Regions from separate parts of the Gadus morhua genome. Here region 2 is linked to region 1. The links are chromatin contacts, called in public Hi-C maps. All regions are on one chromosome and are shown on one strand. The core of a region is the stretch at or near the end of the contact, and the rest is flanking DNA. Distances in the headings are between cores, read along the strand shown. Region 1 holds the start of arhgap9 (Rho GTPase activating protein 9). Region 2 holds the start of tarbp2 (TAR (HIV) RNA binding protein 2).

Region 1 (6,857 bases), core at 2,211-4,710:
CCCAGATTTAAATACCTGAATTTCCATTGTATGACACAGTCATTGACATTCGCTCTAATGAAACACATGACATGAACATTTAATGTGCTATGTTGTGCTACTGAAGAATCGCTTGGATTTCTAAACTACCACCTCACCACAATTTTGACAAAGAAAGTGAATAAAAAAGGAATGTCTTTTAAGGTCATTATTTTTCCCTCTGAGGCAGTGGAAGAAATCATACATTATTCAAATGAAACGATCATTTAAACTAGTGTTTCCCCATTTCAGGTGGCCCTTTAATCTCAGTTGGTCTGCCTGCCGTGACAAAGCGGTTGTCTGTGGTCACAATAAAAAACAAGACACCTTTCAGACCATAAACTAGACTCTGTACTCATCACGATACACTGTGATGGAGGCTTGTTGCTGCTTGGTCTAAAGGAGTGCTGGCCGTACATTGACTTTTCTAATGAAGAGCGCAGGATTGATCCGGTGGAGAGGGGAGAGTGAGCTGTCACAAACTATCAGGCCGCTCAAAGAGCCACAGTTCGCTGTGCACGCGAGTTTGCAACACTGCTGGGGAATGGTGAAGAGGATCCGAGTAGTCTCCTGGGGCCAAATTCTACAGGCGAGGGAAAACCCACACGCATATAGCTTCACAGGACTACAAGGAAGAGAGACAAGTTTCGCATAAAGGAAATTGAATTGCAATAATCAATGTTGTCCATCAAAGGGCCATTAGGTCTATTATACACCGTCCCGTTGCTTTCAAAGCAGTTACATTGTGAATTCTATTTAAAGATGCATTTAAAGTTATTCTGGGGCGAATAAATTGTAAATATTGGCATATTATATGATATCACAAATTATATGTTGTGCAAATATTTTACCATTAATTTCTTAAGCCCTGTCCCAATTGGCCACAGTCAGCCTCAGCATGCTCATTGTCATACATTCAGGAATGACTGGTATGCAAATATTCTGTAATGCTCTTACAGACCATTGTTCAAGGAAGTCTCCATTCAACATGAAATATTGAGTGCAAATCTAAAGCAGTGTACAGTCCTCCTAGCCCAGCATTGCCAGACCAATTCACTGTTCTCGCAGGCTCATCTGGTTGCCAGGCTACAGTTCAGCAACTCTTAGGACCATTCAGAAAAACGTTGTTAACTTCAGGCCAAATTTTTGATTTGGTGTTTGAATACATGTTTAACTCTTAAAATATGCCAGTAGACTTTGTAATGGACCTGAAGGGCAATGCAACGTCATGCAAGTATCTACTGCATTGTGTTTGTGGTCTGTTCAAGACAAAGCCGTCATTTTCAATGATACGCGTGTCTCTGTGGTCTGCTGTATTTACCCACCCACGAGAAGCTCTCTCACACACACACACACACACACACACACACACACACACACACACACACACACACACACACACACACACACACACACACACACACACACACACACACACACACACACACAGACAGCTGGGCCCTACATCCCGTTTACACGGTATGAGTAGACCCTATGAGTTAACTACACACGCAAAACACTGGGCTCCGCTGCACCGATCCAATCTCTCCATGACATGGAGTCCACTGCATCAGAGTCCAGGGCACGGTAGTAATCAGAGCTAACGCCACCGCCGTGCATGGTACATGGCACGTTTAATCAGGCAAGTTGCAACCGTCATCAGGGACTAATCTCTGAAAGCTGGGGTCAAATATGAGCGAGTGCAGGCAGGATTCACATGGGAAAAGCTCTGGCTTTTCTAAGGCTTTAAGAAAGGTTATGAAACAGTGAAAAATGCAATGCCTACAATGTGTTTTATGATTTTATTCAAATCAATGTTCAAGTATGCATGCAAGAACAAATTGCATTCTAGAGAGACAGGCCTTCATTGTCTCCCTGCTCTGTTGTGTAAGGTTTATGAATAGGATTGTTTCCTGGGTGAAATGTCATAGAGAAGTCTGAGATAAGAGATTTGAGAGGAACGTTTTGGCAAGCCACTACACCACTATGGTACTGAGATATGTCAGAGCATCATCTTCACATCTCCTATAGTGCTAAACAGGAAGCTCACAAGCCCACGCAGAGAAGGAAACACACGTCCACAAAACCAATGCTTACCGACATTATAGAGAAACGAGGCACGAAGTTGGTATTTCTAAAGAAACGTAGATGAAAAGTAGGCCTAGTCTCATCTAGCACGAGTCTAGTATGCTCTTTGTTGAGCGGTACCATTGATGTACAACTTTAGACATTTTGAAATTCAGCAAGCTCTTCGACATGCCATCTACGATCACTACTAAATAAATGCCTAACCCTTAACCTTGTATTTCTGAATCCTAGGGCTACTCTGCACTCTCTCCAGTTATTGTTGTTGTTTTTAAACTAGGTTGTGCATCAGTAGCTACTACAACTTATTTGGTAGCTACTCCAAATTGTATTGCAGAATGCGCTTTGATGGTTCTAACTTCTCAGCCTCACTTGCACGTCACTCTGGATGGAAGCGTCTGCTCCATGACTAATGTCAACTGCGATATGGTTAAAACAACAACAACAAGCATTTGGAAGGCGCTGGGCATCCCTTGGCTAGAGTCTTAAGCCTGTTCAGAAAATACACTACCTACATGCATGTAGACGCTGTACACATTGCAAAATATGTAGGACCACACCAGTAGTAATACGTGAAAACGTTTAGTAGTGATACGAATTGATGCACTCGTAGTTGGATATATTTAGAAAGTATATATGCTAAATATATATATATATATATATATATATATATATATATATATATATATATATATAGCATTTGTAATACATTTTCGGACACAATATCGGGATGCTCAAGAGATAGGCCTAATAAACAAGGCATTCCCTTGTTTATTAACTCTGATAAGAACCAAATCGATTTATAAGCGTCCTACTGATTTGCAGTCTAAACTCACTTGTCACCCGACTTGTGCAGCGTAATTATTTACATTTTAAGTGGCATCAAACTAATACATTTGACGATGATCCTAATGAAGTTAAAACAGGTAGAGAAGCGGGCTCACCTTTACATCAGGGTACAGCTGGTCACGAAGCGCGCGCACTGACAGCTCGTGCAGGACATCCGTGAAACGGCTGATCTGGAGCAGACACACAACAACCTCTATGTTCTCTGAAGAAATACCATTAACATGCACTTTTGTTTCCAAACAACAAAGTACTTAACTATTCTTGATGTACTTACACCACTTCACTCTCAAAATTCTGCAGAAGCGTTTGTAAGCCAATGAATTAAAAAGCTTGCGCCCGGTCGAATTCAGTTGGTTTCAAATTGGTTAAAATGTGCCATATGGTTGCATATTGGACCAACCAGAGTCGACGGTAATATCCGCTAGGGTGCGCACACTTTTACTGTAATAACGAGATCCAGGAGTATTGTGCTTCGTAGAATCGCAGGCAATCCACCCCGCCCGCCGCTGCTACACTGAAACAATAAGCAAGGACATCCTCAAATTGTTGCTGGTGACGTACACGAATAAAAAGATGGGCGTTGTAGTCCAATGCAGGCCCAGACAGCATTGCTCCGTACGTATTGGATGTTGTAAAAAAACTACATTTTCGCCATATGTAATCCATTGAACAGAACTTGCATCAGCGCATGGACAACGGCACTCGCCGACAAAGTTAGGTGTTGACAGGGTCTGTTTTCGTTCATTTACACATTCTATACATTTATCCAACATCCTGTTCCTGCCGGCCTAATGAAGCTCTATATAAGTGAAGGCAACCCACACTGCCTAAAAGTAGTAGCTGCTGTTGAACTGACTCTAGTACAATGTGATGTACAATGTGTCAACCACGAAGGTAAGAACGCATGGCTACAGATTCATTAGTTCTGGGTTGTTGTCATCAATCTGTCCACAATCATGAATACTTTCTGTTTTCATAAATAGAAGGAGGTTGCAATTGGGATAAATCACTGCGTTACTGGACATATTGTGTGTGTGTGTGTGTGTGTGTGTGTGTGTGTGTGTGTGTGTGTGTGTGTGTGTGTGTGTGTGTGTGTGTGTGTGTGTGTGTGTGTGTGTTTGTGTGAACTAACGTATTGTTACACGCTTACTACTCCATGATCACACACTATTGACATGGAGAAATCTGCTGTCATGAACACCATAACAAGTATTGTGTCCGTCACACTTCAGAAGCAGATGGAAAAGAAGAAGACGATCATGTATTTAGTTCACAAGGACGCATGTTCTTGACCACTATACAATAGGGATGCAATCGAACAGCCTTCTGTGTACATTCATTACGTTTCTAGCTAATACATGTTGTATGCTTGCAGACATAAGGATCAGAAAATGTTTAAAAATACCTTAGATATCCCTGGTGTTAAACATAGTAAGGCTAGGCTAGGGTTGGAAATGCTGTAAAATCCTATCCAGACAGTTTTTCTGAGTACTATGAATCCCAGCTGTAGCTATTAGACCAGGTCACATGTATGAATGGGATATTACTGGCCTATGAGGCATACGACTACTGTATCCCATTCTGATTCTAGGCTCATTGCCTTCACAAAATTCTGGGCCATTTGTCCCCGTTTGCCAATGCACCATGCTCCCCATCTCATGAACTTTAACTGTAATATTTGAATTGGCACCTAAACTTGTTATGTTTTGTGATCTGATGGATGATGTCTTGCTCACTTACTCTTCCCTATTTCTTTTGGGTTAATCATTTGGCTGGAGGTTGGGATCACATACATTTCACAGACGGAATAAGGAAGAATATTAAATAGCAATGTAAAGTTAAATATATAAACGGTTCAAGCTGGTTGGTAAAGAGCACTTCATACTAATGAACAGGGAGTCCACAAGGTGTGTTCTTGTGGTTTAGCGGGGAGTGTTTAGCCTGCCTGGTCCAGTCATTTCTCGTCCACTGTGTTGCGATCCTGTTCTCCTTGTAGAACAGGATGGCGTCTAGCCGCACAGCCAGCAGCATCTGCCATGTGGATCAATGGCATTGATGGAGGGCTAAAAATAAGTTCTGGTGTAGGGATAAAACGATGATGACGTATAGGATTAGCAAAAAGTGTCTTACTATAGAATTCTGATTTTCTTGATTACATTGCATGCAAAGACTTTACTTATTAAGTATTTACAGGCAATACTCTACCTTGTTGTACTGCAATTCAAAATGGTAATTTCATACTTGCATACATTTCTATTCATTGAAATAAAAGAGGACTGATTATCACTTCTGACTGAGGAAGAACGATGTGCATTATTTTATCTTCATCTTTGGTAGCGCAAAATGTGAGCACTTTGCATCGTGTCGTTGGTGTGATCATTTCTCTGCGTGTGATTGTGTGTTTCCTCAGAGAGAGTGGTGCCCTTCCTCAGCCGTCCTGCCCTGCCAGCGCTGCTCCTGCCCAGTGGAGGTCACCTATTCAGCTCCAACGCCATCTGCCAGTGAGTAGTCACCCAACTCTCCAAAGGCATTTCCTGTTTTGTTGCATTTTTTGTATGTTTACTGTTGCCCAATCTGAATGCTTACACCAGATTAAGGTAGTTACTTTCGGTTCTGCTATGAAGGTATTTGTTTGAAACAAGTGGACGGAAACCCAACCCCCTCATCAACCAGTGGCTTGAATGGGAGACCACCGAACTTCAGGTAACCCTTGTTGTAGGCCTTGAACAGTGAAGTCCTAAATGGATATCAGGCAGCAGTAACCTCACAGAAAGATCCATACCCTCCTTCAAACAGGCATTTTGTGAGATAGACGGTGCCTGTAGGCAAGGGCGTTTGTCGACGGCCTCTTCTGTATGTTGTGTGTGCAGCCTGCCCTGCTGCAGGCCCTCCATATGGCAGTGTTGCAAGGCAAAGCTACAGAGGCCTCGAAGATCCTACAGGGACCCCTCTCCTACCTGGACCAATGCTTGAGCAAGGGGACCACGCCATGTCTGACAGAGGTAAACTATGACATCTGTGCGTGCGTGTGTGTGTGCGCGTGCGTGTGCGTGCGTGCGTGCGTGTGTGTGCATGTGTGTTTGTTTGTCTGTGCGTGTGCATGTTGGTGCGTGTGTGAGAGTGTGTGTGTGTGTGTGTGTCACACACCAACATTTGGCATGCAATATTTATGGCAGAAGGATGATATGCGTATTTATCACTCCCTGACACAATTGCATATTCCTAACAGCAAGTCTCATAGTTTGCAGCGCACCCGTACCAAGTAAAAAAGTCCTGATACACTTTGGGAAATGAAGGCAATGTCTTAGCCTCCCAAGGGCTTTCTGGGCTTTATGTTTCTCTGAACAAGGGCAGCATACATACTTTTGCTTAACTTTCTTACCTACTGTTCCTCCCTGTGGTATTTTAAATATATTTTTGAGTAGTCAAACCTTGAGAGGACATTTGTATCAATTGTTAAAAAATAGTTAACACATTTATGTTGATGCAATGTATTTATTCACAGAAATGTGTGTTTTTCTAGGAATCCGTTTCGGTGGTTGACGTTGTGCTTTGGGGCGCTCTTCATCCTTTTCTGTCTGACTCCAGTCCAGCTCTCGGTGGGTAGCCATTCTGGAATTAGAAACTGGCGTGAAAATAAATAGGAAAATCTCTTATACCTAATATTTGTATCTAGAAAACATAGATATGCTTTGGATTGATCTTATCTTACGTGACCAAGCGTTCTGCGGTCTCTCGCCCTCTCGCTTGCGTTTGCCCCACCAGGTGAGTGGAGGTGTGTGCAGGCGTGGTTTGAGCGGCTGGCGGGTGAGGAGGCGTGCCAGGCAGCAGTTCTGAAGGTTCTACCCGGGAAAGGCCTGGAGGTCCTGAAGCCCTTTGTGCAGAGGCAGCCCGCACCCGCCTCC
Region 2 (6,857 bases), core at 2,824-5,323, 180 kb after region 1:
ATCGCCTCCGGATGACAAATTGGGAGATAAAAGGGGAAAATTAAGTTTAGAAAATTGCCGCACCAAAATGGAGACTACCCATCAACTTTACATTAAAGGTTTTTAACTCTTAAATGCCAACTGAAACTTGGCGCATGAACCCAATGTTCTCCCGTCGGATTTTGATTAAAAAATGAATAGTAAACAACGATGCATAGATGCAATGAAAAAACATGCTGATGCTGCAGCGGCGACACTATTGCCTTATCCTGCTTGGTCGACATGGATTAAGGGAGCAGGGCGGCATCAGGGTATCCATACTAAGACTACATAAGCTCTTTGTGTGGTTTATTTAATTTCAACCTCAACGGAAAGTCTTGTTCATTGACAAGAGAAGCCGCCCGATGCACTATGACAGCCCAGAACAAATAGCTCATGGAGATGGTAGGAAAAACACTTAGAAAACGGGTGTCCATTACAAGCTAATACCCTAACAAATACATGAAGCGAGCGTAAACTGTTCTCTCCTTTCAAAAACGCTTACGACTCTAATGGAATTCTGACTGACATGCGGACCAAACCATCCCGGTTTTTTATTTTTTCCCAACATGAAGCCACTAAATACTTCCTTGGAACATTCAGAGTGAGGCAATTTAGGCAACGACACGGTGACACAAGCTCGGTAAATGACCTAAAAACAATAAAATGTAAACGCTCGGAATAAAGGTGAAAAGAAACTAAATAAATAAAGGAGTCCCTTGGCTAAAAGAAAAAAAAAACATGGTGGTGGTTTATATAAGGGAGACCAAACAAAACAAATAATGGAGCCAGATTTAAAGTTAACAAGAAAAAAATGAGGAGGAAAAAAAAGGAGAGGAAAAAGCGAATGAGAGAGGGAGAGACAGAGAGACAGAGAAAAAGATATAGAGAGAGAGACAGACGTCTGTCTGCCTCTCTCCCTATCTTTCTCTATGTCTGTCTCTCCCTCTCCCACAGACAGAGATAGAAGGGGAAAGAGAGATAGTGTGTGGCAAGAGGGAGAGAGAGCGAGAGGCATAGAGAGAGAGAGAGAGAGAGAGAGAGAGAGAGAGAGAGAGAGAGAGAGAGAGAGAGAGAGAGAGAGAGAGAGAGAGAGAGAGAGAGAGAGAGAGAGAGAGAGAGAGAGAGAGAGAGGGATGGAGATGGAGGGAGAGAGGGAGAGCGAGCTTGGGTTGGAAGCGAGGGAAAAGAGAGCTGGGGCTGGCAGGGTTTCGGCGGAGCTGCTTGGCGGTTCAAGAGTCCTCCAGCACGAGGCGCCAGTGTGTCCGGCTGGGGGCCCTGACCATGAGCTGCCTCACCCCCCGAGAGCCACGGCCACAACCCCCCCCCCACCCCCCCCACCCCCCCACCCTCCCTCTCTCTCCCCCCCCCCCCCCCCCCCCCCCCCCCACCCAGCACCACCCGCACCGCCACCCATCCAACCCCAAAGCTCACTGGCAGGCAGCAGCAGCGCTCCGTTGGAGGAGCTGCCGCCACCACCACCACTGCTGCTGCTGCTGCTGCATGTTTATTTAATACGCAGAAAGAAATTGAAATATCTTTGTGGTTTCAACACGCATACATGCACAATGACATGGCGCGCACACACACACTCGCACACGCACACAAATGACGCACATGCCAAATAAAAATAAATAAATAAAGTGGAATAATAACATTCTCTTGACCGAGGGCCAAGAGTAGTGGGAGAGAGGGCAAATCTTTTTCTTTCTTTCTTTCTGTCTTTATTTCTTTTTGAGAATGGCGTTTGTTAAAAAAAATGAGGGAGCAGCGAAGTGGGAGGTGTGTTCGTGGCGGATGCTACATGGAGTCATAGCATGCAGCATGGCGCTCTCACTTCCATAGAAGAGTCAAAACAACGAGTAACCAATCCCTGAATCGAACATCCAAAGTATACTATACAGACCATATGTCAAACGTATGGTCTGCATTAATGTTGATGCCAAAGGCATTGATGTAAAGACTCCTATTTGCATATTGACACTATCTTTGTTGTGAGGCAGCACTTGGAAATAAGGCAAGAGTTAAACCATTGTTTCAATGGGTATAAATAAAGAACAAAGTGTTGATAAATTAATTGTGATCCATGTACAAATTAGGTTTGAGTGTGCTAATGCATCCAGATGTTTGAAGTGTGAGATTGTACTATATGCAAACACGTGTGTGCGTGTGAATGAATACACACACACACACACACACACACACACACACACACACACACACACACACACACACACACACACACACACACACACACACACACACACACACACACACACACACACACACACACACGTCCACAATTGACGCTGTTGATCGTTAAAAAGCAATTCCTTCAGACAGAAATCCTTTAAACAGCCTTTGGTTTTTGGACTTTGCTATCCCCCTACCCCCTCTCCCCCCCTGTCTCCTCTCTCCTCAACAGCCACCAACCACTGTTCCTGCCAAAAATAACACGGGAGCGCCACTCGAACCCGCGCCTGGCCACAGAGCTGCCTGGCCGCAAGAGAGGGATCAAAACACACACAAAAAAGGAAACACATCATATTGTGGAGGGAGGGAAAAAAAGAGCGTTCATATAGCTCCACGCTTGACGATATTTACTGATGATTTTGGCAACCAAGGGACCACATATACTAATGCACTGGGCCAGGAGTGGGGTGAAGGAAGGGGAAATTTATGGGGGTTGTGCGTGAGTGTGTGTGTGTGTGTGTGTGTGTGTGTGTGTGTGTGTGTGTGTGTGTGTGTGTGTGTGTGTGTGTGTGTGTGTGTGCGCAAGTGTGTGCGTGTCTGTGTGTGTTTGTCAATGTCTGTGGGTAAATGTCTTACAAAGGGAAAGAGAGAAAGAAAGGGGTGAGAGTGAGGAGTGAGAGAGAGAATATATAAGAATATGTACAGACTTTCATGTATGTGAGCACATATGAGTATAGTCTTGGCATTATTATTTATATTCCACCACATGTATTTACGATTCACTGTAAAATAACTGCATATTGTAGAAACACTAGCCAATGATGGTCATTCAATTGTGGTGTTGGACCAGCAAGTAGGGGTCTGTAGAGCATGGAAAATTAGTGCTGAAGATAATTAAGATGTTGAGGGCTACAATGGGATACAATGGGTACAATGTTATGGGGTCAAACAGTTCAGCTTTCGCAAGCGGGAAAAGGTCCTAGATTTTCTCATGAAATAAAGATCTCAATATCTCTGATGAACGTGGCTCGATTAGTTGTTAAAAACAAAAGCAACAATAGCAACATTATATATTATCTAATTTACGCAAATAAATGTATAAGGTTATATTTACATTTATATATAATTTACAGTTATCGCTAAAATATTATGACACATAGAATGAATGGAGAAATTACCAATTACAGCTGGGCATCCCTGAGGCCCTGGTGGAAATGAAGACTGAAGACCTAGGACCTTCACTGATTTTACAGCGTATCGTTGAATGTCTGTCCCCCCCTTGAGGAATAATCTAGCCATTGCAAATAGGGAGCAACAATACTAAATATTTAAAAAGTGATCTGATGTTCTGCATTTTTCTAAACCGATATTAAACTCTAAGCTGCTTCCTAAAATGTATGCCTGCTTTGTGTAAAAGGGGCACCGATTACAACCTAGCACAGTAGGCTTAATATATGAAAATAATGGGTCATTAAATAATTCCTAGACTTCAGATATGTATCCGTGAAATCGTAATATTTATAAAACACACACACACACACACACACACACACACACACACACACACACACACACACACACACACACACACACACACACACACACACACACACACACACACACACACACACACACACACACACACACACACACACACACACACACACACACACACACACACACACACACACACACACACACACACACACACACACACACACACACACACTAGTGTTTGTTCGTTTTCGGCGAACCCCACCCGCCTGCCATAGAGCCGGTAGGCTCCGGATGATAAAACAGGTGGCTCCATTTTCGGACGGACCAATGAGAAGCCGGGATCACGACAGCTCTGTGGACGTCAGATTTTATAAAACAACTGCAATTTGGGTCTGCCTGCCGGAGGAGGGTCTCGTTTCCTCTCATGTCGCTCCCTCGGCTCTTAATCAGAAAATCCCATCTAATGAAAGCAAGTGTCTCTTCTGGTGGGGGGGTTCTGCCATCCGAAACCGTTCGGCTCTATCTTTGTAAAATAGGTAATGAACGACGAGTCAGCACCGGACAGCTGCACGAAAAACTCTGGGTGCTCCAGGTAAGAATTAACGCACTGCTAGCTACTGTGCCTGAGCTAATGTCCTAGCATAATATAACAGCTAATCATAGCAGATGTGCATGAGCTATTACATTTGTAATTGCACATGCCACATGGCTTTTGATCACTGCGAACGGACGATACAATCTTCTAAGTAACGCTATCTTGGTTAATACGATATCATCAAAAACTCATGATGTATTTTAGCTGATTAACATACGTGCTACTTCAATGGTTCAAAGTAATGTATGCCATTGAAGGCTGTTTAATTCCCTCTAGTATTGAGCAAATGCTGGCTGTGAATCCCGGAAAGACGCCGATCAGTCTGCTGCAGGAGTATGGAACGCGGATAGGCAAAACCCCAGTGTACGACCTGCTGAAGGCGGAGGGACAGGCCCACCAGCCCAACTTCACCTTCCGAGTCTCCGTTGGTGAGATCAGCTGCACCGGCCAGGGCCCCAGCAAGAAAGCGGCCAAACACAAAGCAGCTGAGGCTGCCCTGAAGATGCTAAAAGGAGGCCTGGGAGGTCTCATTGGAGTTAGCGTCGGAGAAGAGGGGTTTATAAGTGTTGAGGAAGCTGTTGAAGAAGACAGGTTAGCAGAGCATCTAAAGTTCCTCCCTCTTTCGGTTTGAGGAAGTGTGTATTGTGCACTGCAGTGTATACTGTATATGTTCCAGACTTTTACGCCATTATTGGAAGCAATATCATTATGTTAAAGTCCAAGTGAGCATAGTGTTTCTACATACTGATCTGGCTTTGCCGATATGAAATATGTTAACTGGACCTCTTTTGCAGCACCCAAATCGAAATGAAGACATCCAGCACTTCACAGCAGTCAGAATGCAACCCTGTGGGAGCTCTGCAGGTAAACTATGATCACAAATCCACTTAATTAGTATAAATGTGAACAATATAGATTATAGATCTTTCTCATGAAAGCAACATTTAATTGTACATGGAGCTTTCTATCTCTGTGTGCTGTTGTGTGCCCGTGCATACGTATGCATTTGTGAGTACAAATATTTCCACACGTACAAATGCTCCCCCAAGGAGCTGGTGGTGCAGAAAGGCTGGCGCCTTCCCGAGTACACCGTCACCCAGGAGTCCGGCCCAGCACACCGCAAAGAGTTCACCATGACGTGCCGAGTGGAACGATTTGTAGAAATAGGTAAGAATGACTTCTATGAGACGTGCAACATTTGTTTGTGTATCCTGATCTAGGTGAACGTGAATACACAGTACAGTGTATGTAAATGTATGCCTAGGCATATTTTAAGCGGTGCCTTTTGTGCGGTAGTGCAACAACAGCGTTAGTTGAAATGCCCTGTGATCAGATATTGAACATTTGTTAACAAATGCAGAGATTTGAATAAACAGTCATAACTGCTGTCCATCGATCGTCTGTTCTCTCAGTGAACCATGAGAGGATAAACTTGGCTCAGCCCAACGCAGGACAGCATACGATACAATCCTCTGGTGTGGCTGTGTGACCTAAGGCTCCTGTCCCTCGGCAGGAAGCGGCACGTCCAAGAAGCTGGCCAAGAGGAACGCGGCGGCCAAGATGCTGGCCCGCATCCACGACGTGCCGGTGGACCTGAGGACCCCCAACGAGGCGGACCCCGAGGACGACACCTTCACCATGGTGAGCGACCGGAGACCCCAACCCCCCAGTAACAACGCATAGGATCCCTCTTATGAACGCTCCATTCAAACAGTCGTACAAATACGATTTTGAGATTCAATTTGGCATGTCGGGAATGGAAGAGCATGCTGGAAATGTAGTGGCATTGTTGGGTATACTTTTATGTTTTCGTGTTACGTTTATTAGCTTTTTCTGACATTGTGTTTTGTTTTGCCATTATTGTACATTGTAAAACCTCAGTATTTCACGAAGTGAGCATTTCCTCGTCTCAATCCGCAGAACATGGGCAGCCGGGCGGAGTCGGGGAAGTGCAAAGGCCTGGGCTGCACGTGGGACTCGCTGCGGAACTCGGCGGGGGAGAAGATGCTCCAGCTGCGGAGCCACCCCCTGGGCACGGCCCCCGACTGCACCTCCTGCTCCCTGCTGACGGACCTGTCGCTGGAGCAGCGCTTCGACGTCAGCTACCTGGATCTAGGTGAGAATGCTGTCGGCGCAGGGGCCGTGGCGGGCGTTATAGCTCATTGTTCCACTCAACAGTATATTGGTCTTATTTTAAAATAGAAACGGTGTGGTGGACCCAGTAAGTTTCTGAATAGTTTCCCTTTCGGCATTAGCTGAACATAATGTTTTTTTATTAATGTTTACCTCCAAACCTGAACATATATTAATTTTGAGAAGTAAGATCAACGATAATCAAGGAAGTGTATGCTGCTTAAAGATGAGTACCTAATATTAAAAATAATATAATTTATGAAATAAGATGTACTTTATTAATAATGGTATATTAACTACAAAACTGGAAGTGTGCATGCAGCCCAGCAGCCGCGGACCAAACATGAATTGGTTAAAGCTGATGCTAGTGCTGATCTCGGTCAATTTTGTCATGTGTTCGCCTTGTTCTTTCAGAGGAGCG

What was found. Hi-C and Micro-C count contacts between places; a contact is called where the count stands out from the background.
Region 2: a contact with region 1 is called in a Hi-C map of blood, with 7 times the contacts expected there. The contact joins the promoter of tarbp2 here to the promoter of arhgap9 in region 1. A contact is called at or near these places in 2 of 6 Hi-C or Micro-C datasets (both in blood).

The regions. Positions count from the first base shown.
Region 1 is chr13:15,516,189-15,523,045 of gadMor3.0, forward strand. arhgap9 (Rho GTPase activating protein 9) reads right to left here and starts at 3,461. Exons shown (of 21, transcript XM_030374405.1): 1 at 3,227-3,461; 2 at 3,048-3,122. It overlaps mars1 (methionyl-tRNA synthetase 1), which reads left to right and starts at 3,605. Exons shown (of 21, transcript XM_030374428.1): 1 at 3,605-3,846; 2 at 5,363-5,453; 3 at 5,577-5,655; 4 at 5,823-5,954; 5 at 6,476-6,551; 6 at 6,718-6,857. The coding sequence starts at 3,744.
Region 2 is chr13:15,695,116-15,701,972 of gadMor3.0, forward strand. tarbp2 (TAR (HIV) RNA binding protein 2) reads left to right here and starts at 4,074. Exons shown (of 7, transcript XM_030375000.1): 1 at 4,074-4,300; 2 at 4,580-4,894; 3 at 5,098-5,167; 4 at 5,353-5,470; 5 at 5,817-5,944; 6 at 6,224-6,419; 7 at 6,851-6,857. The coding sequence starts at 4,248.